3 separate regions of the Mus musculus genome follow, and regions 2 and 3 are each linked to region 1. A link is a contact called in public promoter capture Hi-C data. All regions are on one chromosome and are shown on one strand. The core of a region is the stretch at or near the end of the contact, and the rest is flanking DNA. Distances in the headings are between cores, read along the strand shown. Region 1 holds the start of Cdk15 (cyclin-dependent kinase 15). Region 2 overlaps Gm973 (predicted gene 973). Region 3 has its middle 30 kb from the start of Gm39646.

Region 1 (2,700 bases), core at 65-2,564:
GATTTAACGGAGGAAAGTTCAGAAGTTAACTATCCAGGGTACTGTTGTGATAACACATAGCCCCCTTTCTCATATTGTTGTGTATGTTATTGTGATTGACATATTATGATGGAAATAATATTATGCACCTCTCATAGAAAAAGAGTTCTATCTACAATCACAGACTACAAAGCAGTTTGATCCAGATTAGATTCCTAGAAATGCCAAGTACTAATATAGTATTTATAGACACTAAACATTAATTATACTGATATGAAAGGAAGGGAGGAATGGGGGAATGAGGAGATATGTGCATGTACACACACATCACACTCTCACACACACCACACTCTCACAAACTCTCACACAAACACTCACACATATACCAAACTCTCACACACACCACACTCACACACACCACACTCTCACACAGTTTCTGTTTCCTCTTTATTTGAAATTTGAAAAGAATCTCATTATGTAGTCCAGACTAGTCTTGAACTCATCACCCTGCTGTTTCAGTCTCCAAAGTACTGAGATTACAAGTGTGCCACTGGGGGTTGGGGAGATGGCTCAACAGTTAAGAGCACTGTCTGCTCTTCCAGAGGTCTTGGGTCCATCATACCCAGCTCAAACTCCGCTCTCCACCCTGACTCTCCACTATTTGTAGAGTATTAGCAACACAGGTAATCACTAGTGTTTGAAGGAATAGCTTTGCCCTGTCAGACTGAGATTGACTTTCGTTTGGAGGCAGAGAAGGAGTCAGAATCCTCAGCTCTCTTTCCATACCACCGTTCTGTGGTTCCTTTGACTCTAAAAGTTGGCTAGTTTGCAAACTCATTTTAATGTTGGAAAAACCAATCTGAGTCAGATGGCTCTCATCTGCAATCCCGGGACTGGAGAAGCTGAGGCAGGAGGATTACCTCCACTTGGAAACTAGCTGGGCTGCTGGGAGAGACTGCCTCAAAAGAAAAACAAGTTTGAAACCCAAGAGGCTTTCAGATGAAAGCAAGGGATAGAACACCCCTCAGCATGACCACTTTAGCCCCAGGGTAGGCCAATAAACACTAGGGTTATGCACATTCTGGGAAAGCGAGTGTATCCACAGAACTGACTTGTGGCTGGAGTGAGAGAGAGCTTACTCCAGTGTGCCCAGTTGTATTCTCTCGGGCAGAGCCTCCTTGTTTTTGAGTGTGCACACATGAGCGCTAGCTGCTGCGGTTCTGATGCATTCTTTGCACTGATGAGCTAAAACTGCTGAAGTCATGAGACTGCTCCAGGCAGAGCCCTCGTGTGAGTCACAGAGAAGCTCCTCTCTGCTGACCTCTGGCAGAGGGGGAGCAAATGAGAAGAGGCGGGTGGGAAGAGGTTCAAGGGCGGGTTTTCTCCTTGAACCTGGGCTAGTATGGGTCAAGAGCTGTGTGCAAAGAGGCTACAGCCAGGATGCAGTTGCTACCACCGTTCGGAGGGAGGGGAGGCGCACAGCTGTCAGAGAAGCCAGCCTGGAAGCACCGAGCCTGCTGTATTCGAGGTACTCGTATCCCGGGAGGAGCATCTTTCTTTATTAGTAAACCAAGCAATTCAGACAGACACTCCCTTTTGTAACAGAGTCTTATTCCTCTGCGGTAGGTCTAAACTCATAAAAAGAAAATTCTATTAAAGTCACAGAGGATTTATGGTTGTAGTTATCAAGTTTGGGGATGTACTTGTAAACCAGAAGAGGGGAATAAGCCTTGGGTTTGGCCGCTTTTGACTTGAAATAGAGAAAGTGGTTCTTCTCTGGACGTCTCTGAGCCACTAAATTGCAGGGCTGAACTGTAGAGGGCAAGCTGCCATACCGGTAGGTCCGCTGTGGATTCTCAGTTTCAGTAATTAGCTCGTGATTATTAGCAGTATCTTACTAAATTATTCTAAGGCATTACATTAAGTACCAAGGAAGGTGGGCAGGTACGGAGGAAACTGAGTTAAATGAAGAAATTGGGAGACACCCTTAAGGAGACTGGGTTAAACTGTGTAGGTGAAGGAAAAATTTAGTATTTCAGTAATTGGTACCATGGTTGTCTCTAAGAGATCTGACTTTCAGGAAACCTGCCTTTCAGGGGTGTGGGAAGCTTACAAACAATCAAACCAAAAACAAACAAACAAACAAACAAACCAAAAACAGGCAAATAAAACAAAGAAAAGGTTTTGCCAGCCATCACATTGTGACTTTGTACACATTTTGCTCCTGTACGTTCTTTTCCTCTAGCTAACAGAAGCATCCAGTTCCACGGCTTCATTTCACCCCAGGGGACTGGAGGCTGCCAGTGCCCAGAAGTTGAAGAGTAAAAGGCCCCGGAGTAACAGTGATTCTTTTCAGGAAGAGAATCTGAGGCAGGGGTTGCCATGGGTGAGTGAACTGCTGACAGGCATCAAGGAGAATTTCATGGGTGCCTGTCTAGGGAAGCTAGCCCTCACCTTCCAGGGATGCCTGTGTGGGCTTGCAAGTGCACTTACACATAGACAGATACACAGACATACACACACATGCACACACAGAGAGACAGTCACACAGACACACATGCACAGGCACATATACAGACACACACATACACATACACATACAAACATGCACACACACACACACACATGCACAAACAGGCATGCACACACAACACTCAGACATATACAGGTACACATGCAGACAGACACATACACATACAAACATGCACACATACACACACA
Region 2 (2,700 bases), core at 20-2,519, 350 kb after region 1:
ACAGCCAAGGTAGAGTGAGCTGGCGATTCGTGAATCCTTTCACTGGGACTGCCCAGATAGAACTCGGTGTTGTTCAGACCCATTAACAGAGAAGTCTTTCCATGTCCCTTCAAAGCATGAACTGGAAGTTAGAAGCAGAGGCCTCTGTCTGTCGAATGCAAATGCAAGCGACATGTTTTCTGTTCTTCCATTATTTAAAGATTTCTTTCCTGCTGGAGACTGCAGACTGAGACAAGAGTAGAGACTTCGGGGACAGACACAAACCCCACCCCCACCCCAAGCATCCACCCTTCTCCACCTCCTGCTTTCATGGAGGTGTGCATATGCTGGTGAGGCGGCTAGGGTTCCATGCCTACAGACATGCTGGTACGAGAAAGCAGGACCTTCTCTTTAGAGGCCTAGCTGCTGTCGACCAGAGCCCTGGCTGGCAAGAATGCCAAAGAGGCACAGGTCTTTAATCCTAGCACTTGGGAGATAAAGATAGGTAGATCTCTGGGAGTTCAAGGCCAGCCTGGTCTCCTTAGTTCCAGGACAGCCAGCACTACAGAGAGATCCTTTCTCAAACGAACAGTGTGCCTTGGTGGAGGCTTCCTTCAAAAACAAGTTTATATTGATCATGACGGGTGGTAGTAGTTCTAAGAAATACTGAGCCTGGGGCCACTGGGTGTGGAGGCACTCACAGTTCATAGCTCAGAGACTGAATTAGGCTCTCAATGCTTTTGTGGGCACCTAGGCATATTACTACCCCACTGGGCTCTGGCAGCAGGACTGTTCCTTACCCATTATAGCTTCTAGTTTTGGTTTGGTATGGTTTCAGTTTCGGTTTTAGTTTTAGTTTTGCTTGTGTGTTTTAAGACAGTCTCAGTGTGTGACTTTGGCTGTCCTGGAACTCACAGAAATCCCCCTGCCCCTGCCCCCGCCCCTGCCTCTTATTAGCATTAAAGGTGGGTGTCATTGCTTCTTGCAGAAGTGAAAACCCCTTACCTTTCTTTCTTTCTTTCTTTCTTTCTTTCTTTCTTTCTTTCTTTCATTCAAGATTATTTTCTGTATATGAGTACACTGTTGCTATCTTCAGCCACATCACAAGGGCATCAGATCCCATTACAGATGGTTGTGAGCCACCGTGTGGTTGCTGGGAATTGAACTCAGGACCTCTGGAAGAGAAGCCAATGCTCTTAACCAGTGAGCCATCTCTCCAGCCCCACTTACATTTCTAAGGGTGGGTTCCAGGCCAGACAGAAGCCATGTGCTTATTGTTGCTACACAATGTACAGCAGAGGGAGCAAGCGGGCCTGAACTCCAGCCTGGGCTCTGAAACCTAAACCATGTGACTCACAGAGAGGGCGCCTTTTTTCTTTCCTGGCCCCTTAAAGTCACAAGCGAATGCATGCCCAGCTGCAGGTCTGTGCTACTAAACTGAACCTGAACTGTGTAGCAGGCTACAAGCACCTTCACCTCTCCACGCCTGGCATCCTTTTCTGCCTCAGGGACTGGTAAAAGAACTTTACTCTTTAAGCGGTGATGAGGAACGAAAAAAAAAAATGATGTCCCTTAATAAATACCAACCTCAATTTGGACATTGCAGCAAATTAATATCTTCCCTCTGTGGTCACTACCAAACTGTGAAACAACACTGACTCTGCCTCCTTAAGTGGAAGGTTTTGATCTTTCCTGTTTATCTTCCACTGTTTCTTCCCATCCTACTCAAAAATAATTTTATACTGATTTTATTATTTCTAAATGTATTTATTTTTATTTTCTGTGTATGGGTGTTTTACCGGCATGTACGTCTGTGTATCATGTGCATGCAGTGCCTGAGGAGACCAACAGAGGGCGTCAGATCCCCTGCAACCCTACTTACAGATGGTTGTGAGCCACCATGTGCTTGCTGGAAATAGAACCCAGGACCTCTGCAAGAGGAGCCAATGCTCTTAACCGCTGAGCCATCTCTCCAGCCCTATACTGATATTTAATGTCATTCTTTGTGGGTATCTGATAAGAATATATTTTGGGAGTATGAGGCCTAGGTTGGTCAGGATTTTAAGCAAGAATTCTTCTAACATGAGGCTCTGTCACCTCCATGCTCAAAGCTGAGTGACACTAGCCAGGAAAATGTACCCTGATCTTCAGATTGTCCCTGTTGTAAATCACAGATCCAGAATGCGAACCCTGGCAGGCTCCAGCGTCTTAGCCAAGTGCAGCGGGGGCTTTAGGCACCACAGAACATGGCCCAAGCTAAGCCATGACTGAGTCAGTCAAAACAGATTTCCTGTCTCATGACGCCAGGGCCGGCTCCGGCCGAGTCCTCGGAGGTTAGCCAGACATTCTCAATGCAATGAAATGCCACTGCAGAAAGTCACCGGAGGCCTGTGCCTGTCTCAATGACAAATGCTAATTTTTAGAAAGGCTTTCCGGTCTTGGAAGGCAAGAAGAAGGAAATTCCAAGGAAGTGCTTTTAGCTGTTTAAAGAACAATTCTCCCCTTTGGTCTTAATGGTCATGTTGTTTTTCCTACTTTAAATTCAGTAGTGACCTGCACGGTTTATTATAAGGAGTGAGCCAGATACTAGGGATACATCTCAGTGTTATAACACTTTCTAGGATGTGTGAGGCCCTGGGTTCAGTCACCAGTATTACATGGATTGCATATATATACACACACACACACACATTAGTACATTTTTTAAAAAAAGTATGAGTG
Region 3 (2,700 bases), core at 200-2,699, 500 kb before region 1:
TTCTCTGAGGTCAATGACTTCATTAGCTCCAGGTAGTTGACTAAATTCTCAGTACCAGGCTTGATACTGGCACTTCTGTTTAATGGGCCTTAAGTCCAATTAGAGAGCTGTTGGTTACCACCAAGAAATGAGTGCCACCACTGCACCTTTAGGAGTACCTTCCAGAGTTAGCTGGTTGTTATTGTGGTTCATGCAGCAGACAGAGACCATCCTAGAAAACCATAGCTGGCCCAAATACAGAGAATAGCAGATAGTGGGGTGCCCAACCCCAATGGACAAATCTACAACACAACTCCTGCACCTAAGACTGGGGGAACATCACTGAAAGAAGAGCAGAAACATTATAAAAGCCGGGGACTTGCAGCTGTGCTATGAGATTATGTTTCCTAGAAATGACAGGGAAGCTACACCATGATACTTGTAACGGCCATTCCTGGTTGTCAACTTGACTATATCTGGAATGAACTACAATCCAAAACTGGAGGGCACCTGTGATCAAGATCTTTAGACTAGAAGACACAAGTTTCTGACCTGGATCTTGGCATGGAGATCTTGAGGCACAGTGGCCATGAAAAGTTTAGGCCCAGGCAAGGTAATACACACCCTTAATCCCAGAAGACTGAGGCAAGGAGAACTCTGAGTTCAAGGTCAACCTGGGACAAAGCAAGAACCAGATCAGTCGTGATGGTTCACACCTTTAATCTGGGCCACACCTTCTGCTGGAGACCTACATAAGGACCTTGAAAGAAAGATTTGCTCTTCTTCACCATTTGCATTAACTTGCCAGCAAGTTAATCTCTGTGCTGGAATCTACTTCTACAGAACACCAGCTGAAACAACTAGCCTCTGAGTAACTACTAGATTCTTGGACTTCCCATCCACAGCTGCCCATTGTTGGGTTAGTTGGACTGCAGGCTGGAAATCATCACAACAAATTCCCTTAATATATACTTTTTTGTCCTTTTTGCTTGTTTGTTTTTCAAGACAGGGTTTCTCCTGTGTAGCCCTGGCTATCCTGGCACTCACTCTGTAGACCAGGTTGCCACTCTCTCTTTCTCTCCTCTCTACCCAACACACACACACACACACACACACACACACACACACACACACACACACACACGTACATATTTCTCTCCACTTGTGTTACTCTGAGCACTAGCAGCTGTTTTAAATATTTCTCATATGTCAATTCAGTTGATTTTCATAACCCTTGTGTGCAGAAAGTATCAACACAAATGGTATTTTTCAAACAATAAAATTAATAAATGACAAAGCACTGAATCAGGCAATAAGAAACAATTGCCTGACTGGGTGTGATTGAGCCAGGTGTGACTCAGACTTGGGGACTGAGTGCCCCAGGAAGCTGAGGTGGAGGAGGGCATTCCCCACTGTAGTGTCAGTGACTTCCACAAAGGTTTGGAGGAAGGAGAATCATGTGCCCTGAGCAGTTGGCTTCTAGTCCACATTGTGTCTGGATTGGTCAGAAGCCTGGCTAAAACCAAGCTTCCTGGTCTGCCCTGGTGGCAGCAGGAAGAGGCTACCCCCTAGCGGCTGGAGGGGAAGGAGTTAATGTCTATAGAGCACTTGCTTTGTGTGCAAATGTCATGTGCACTGGCTTGCTTCCTGTGGATTACTTCACAAAGGAAGGTGCCAGAGTTCTTAGTGGGAGGCAGATCCATCTGAGACTAAAGGCCAAGCTCATTCCAGGATAGAAAGGCAGGGAGACTCCTTGGGGACAAAAGAAGGGAGGGGATCCCCTTACCTTGTGTAACTGTAAGCCACCCGTGGCTTACATGAACCAGGTACTCCTGAAAGGCAGGCTGGGGCTGAAAGAAACTAGATGGCGAGAAAAGAATGAGGCCAAGACAAATTTTTCTCTGATCAAGGCCCCAAAGTTTACTAAGAGTCTGTGCTTATAAAGAGGGGAGGCCCATCCCCTGCCAATCCATTCTTGGTGCCTGGAGCCAGCCAGTAGGCGATGTGCATAATAGGATGTGTCTCCGGAATGTCTCAAGGGTCTCTCAGCAGGTAGTAGAGTCTCAGAGAAGAGCAGCAGTAGTTGACATAACAATATAGCCATCTAAATTGGAAGGCTACACCCCAGATGATCTCATATTCAGTGGCAGTAAAGTCTGAATCAGCCTGCTTCAAGGCTGAGGGAAGCTACAATTCCTCCCTAAATATATACTAAAAATTATCTGGACTGGGCATAAAAATTGTTTATGCTTAGTCCTGCCTGGGAGTTATGGTGGCTGGCGGCCACGCCTGGCTTGGGAAATCTCAGATTTTCCCGAACAATTTTTATCCTTCAAGAAGAATATATGCAGCTTGTTTGTGTTTATTTTGCACAAACATGGCTCTGTGGTGTATTACTAATAAACCACAGCCTCTTGGCATGTACCTCTGTCTTAGATTGATATAGTTCCGAAATCTGGTTGCCCATCATTGACTGACCAGCTCTTATAGCACACCTTATTCCCAAATCAGACCACAGCCACAATATATACTCAATATGCTTCTTCATATCGATGAATTTCTGCCACCTGCGCTTGCTGGAGGCGGAGCTGCATGCTTGCTGAAAACAGGCTGTAAGGCATTGAAGGATCTGCTTGAAAAAACAAAGTTGAGACAGTTGAAAAACAACAGGATAAAAGCTTCTTTGTGGACGTCCAGGTACTCTATTCAGTTGCAAATTAG

Evidence for each region. Promoter capture Hi-C pulls out the DNA fragments that hold promoters and counts their contacts.
Region 2: a contact with region 1 is called in a promoter capture Hi-C map of embryonic stem cells, with 9 times the contacts expected there. The contact joins the enhancer-like site here to the promoter of Cdk15 in region 1. A contact is called at or near these places in 21 of 39 promoter capture datasets (the C10 cell line, the HPC-7 cell line, HPC-7-derived erythroid cells and 13 more), 4 of 15 datasets of contacts at CTCF or cohesin (the G1E-ER4 cell line, embryonic stem cells and large pre-B cells), 60 of 484 Hi-C or Micro-C datasets (the AML12 cell line, the C2C12 cell line, CD4 T cells and 31 more), 24 of 115 datasets of contacts at active chromatin or transcription factors (PVALB interneurons, T-cell acute lymphoblastic leukemia, bone marrow-derived macrophages and 13 more) and 5 of 9 other capture datasets (adipose tissue, embryonic stem cells, liver and 2 more).
Region 3: a contact with region 1 is called in a promoter capture Hi-C map of the HPC-7 cell line. The contact joins the enhancer-like site here to the promoter of Cdk15 in region 1. A contact is called at or near these places in 24 of 39 promoter capture datasets (the 3T3-L1 cell line, 3T3-L1-derived adipocytes, the C10 cell line and 15 more), 40 of 484 Hi-C or Micro-C datasets (the AML12 cell line, B cells, the BV-2 cell line and 30 more) and 1 of 115 datasets of contacts at active chromatin or transcription factors (bone marrow-derived dendritic cells).

What each region holds. Positions count from the first base shown.
Region 1 is chr1:59,255,592-59,258,291 of GRCm38.p6, forward strand. It overlaps Cdk15 (cyclin-dependent kinase 15), which reads left to right and starts at 1,315. Exons shown (of 14, transcript NM_001033373.3): 1 at 1,315-1,507; 2 at 2,225-2,365. The coding sequence starts at 1,382.
Region 2 is chr1:59,607,797-59,610,496 of GRCm38.p6, forward strand. Gm973 (predicted gene 973) reads left to right here. Exons shown (of 19, transcript NM_001357842.1): 11 at 1-9. Among named protein-coding and RNA genes, the nearest start is that of Gm33833, 11 kb to the right of the region's middle. Within about 2 kb of position 1,270, at least 51 of the 459 cell types and tissues checked have an H3K27ac peak or open chromatin away from gene starts, as enhancers often do. A contact at or near this core is called in the CH12 cell line, the G1E-ER4 cell line, T-cell acute lymphoblastic leukemia and 9 more, where this site is marked.
Region 3 is chr1:58,760,097-58,762,796 of GRCm38.p6, forward strand. No RefSeq gene overlaps it. Among named protein-coding and RNA genes, the nearest start is that of Gm39646, 30 kb to the right of the region's middle. Within about 2 kb of position 1,450, at least 105 of the 459 cell types and tissues checked have an H3K27ac peak or open chromatin away from gene starts, as enhancers often do. A contact at or near this core is called in 3T3-L1-derived adipocytes, the AML12 cell line, the BV-2 cell line and 10 more, where this site is marked.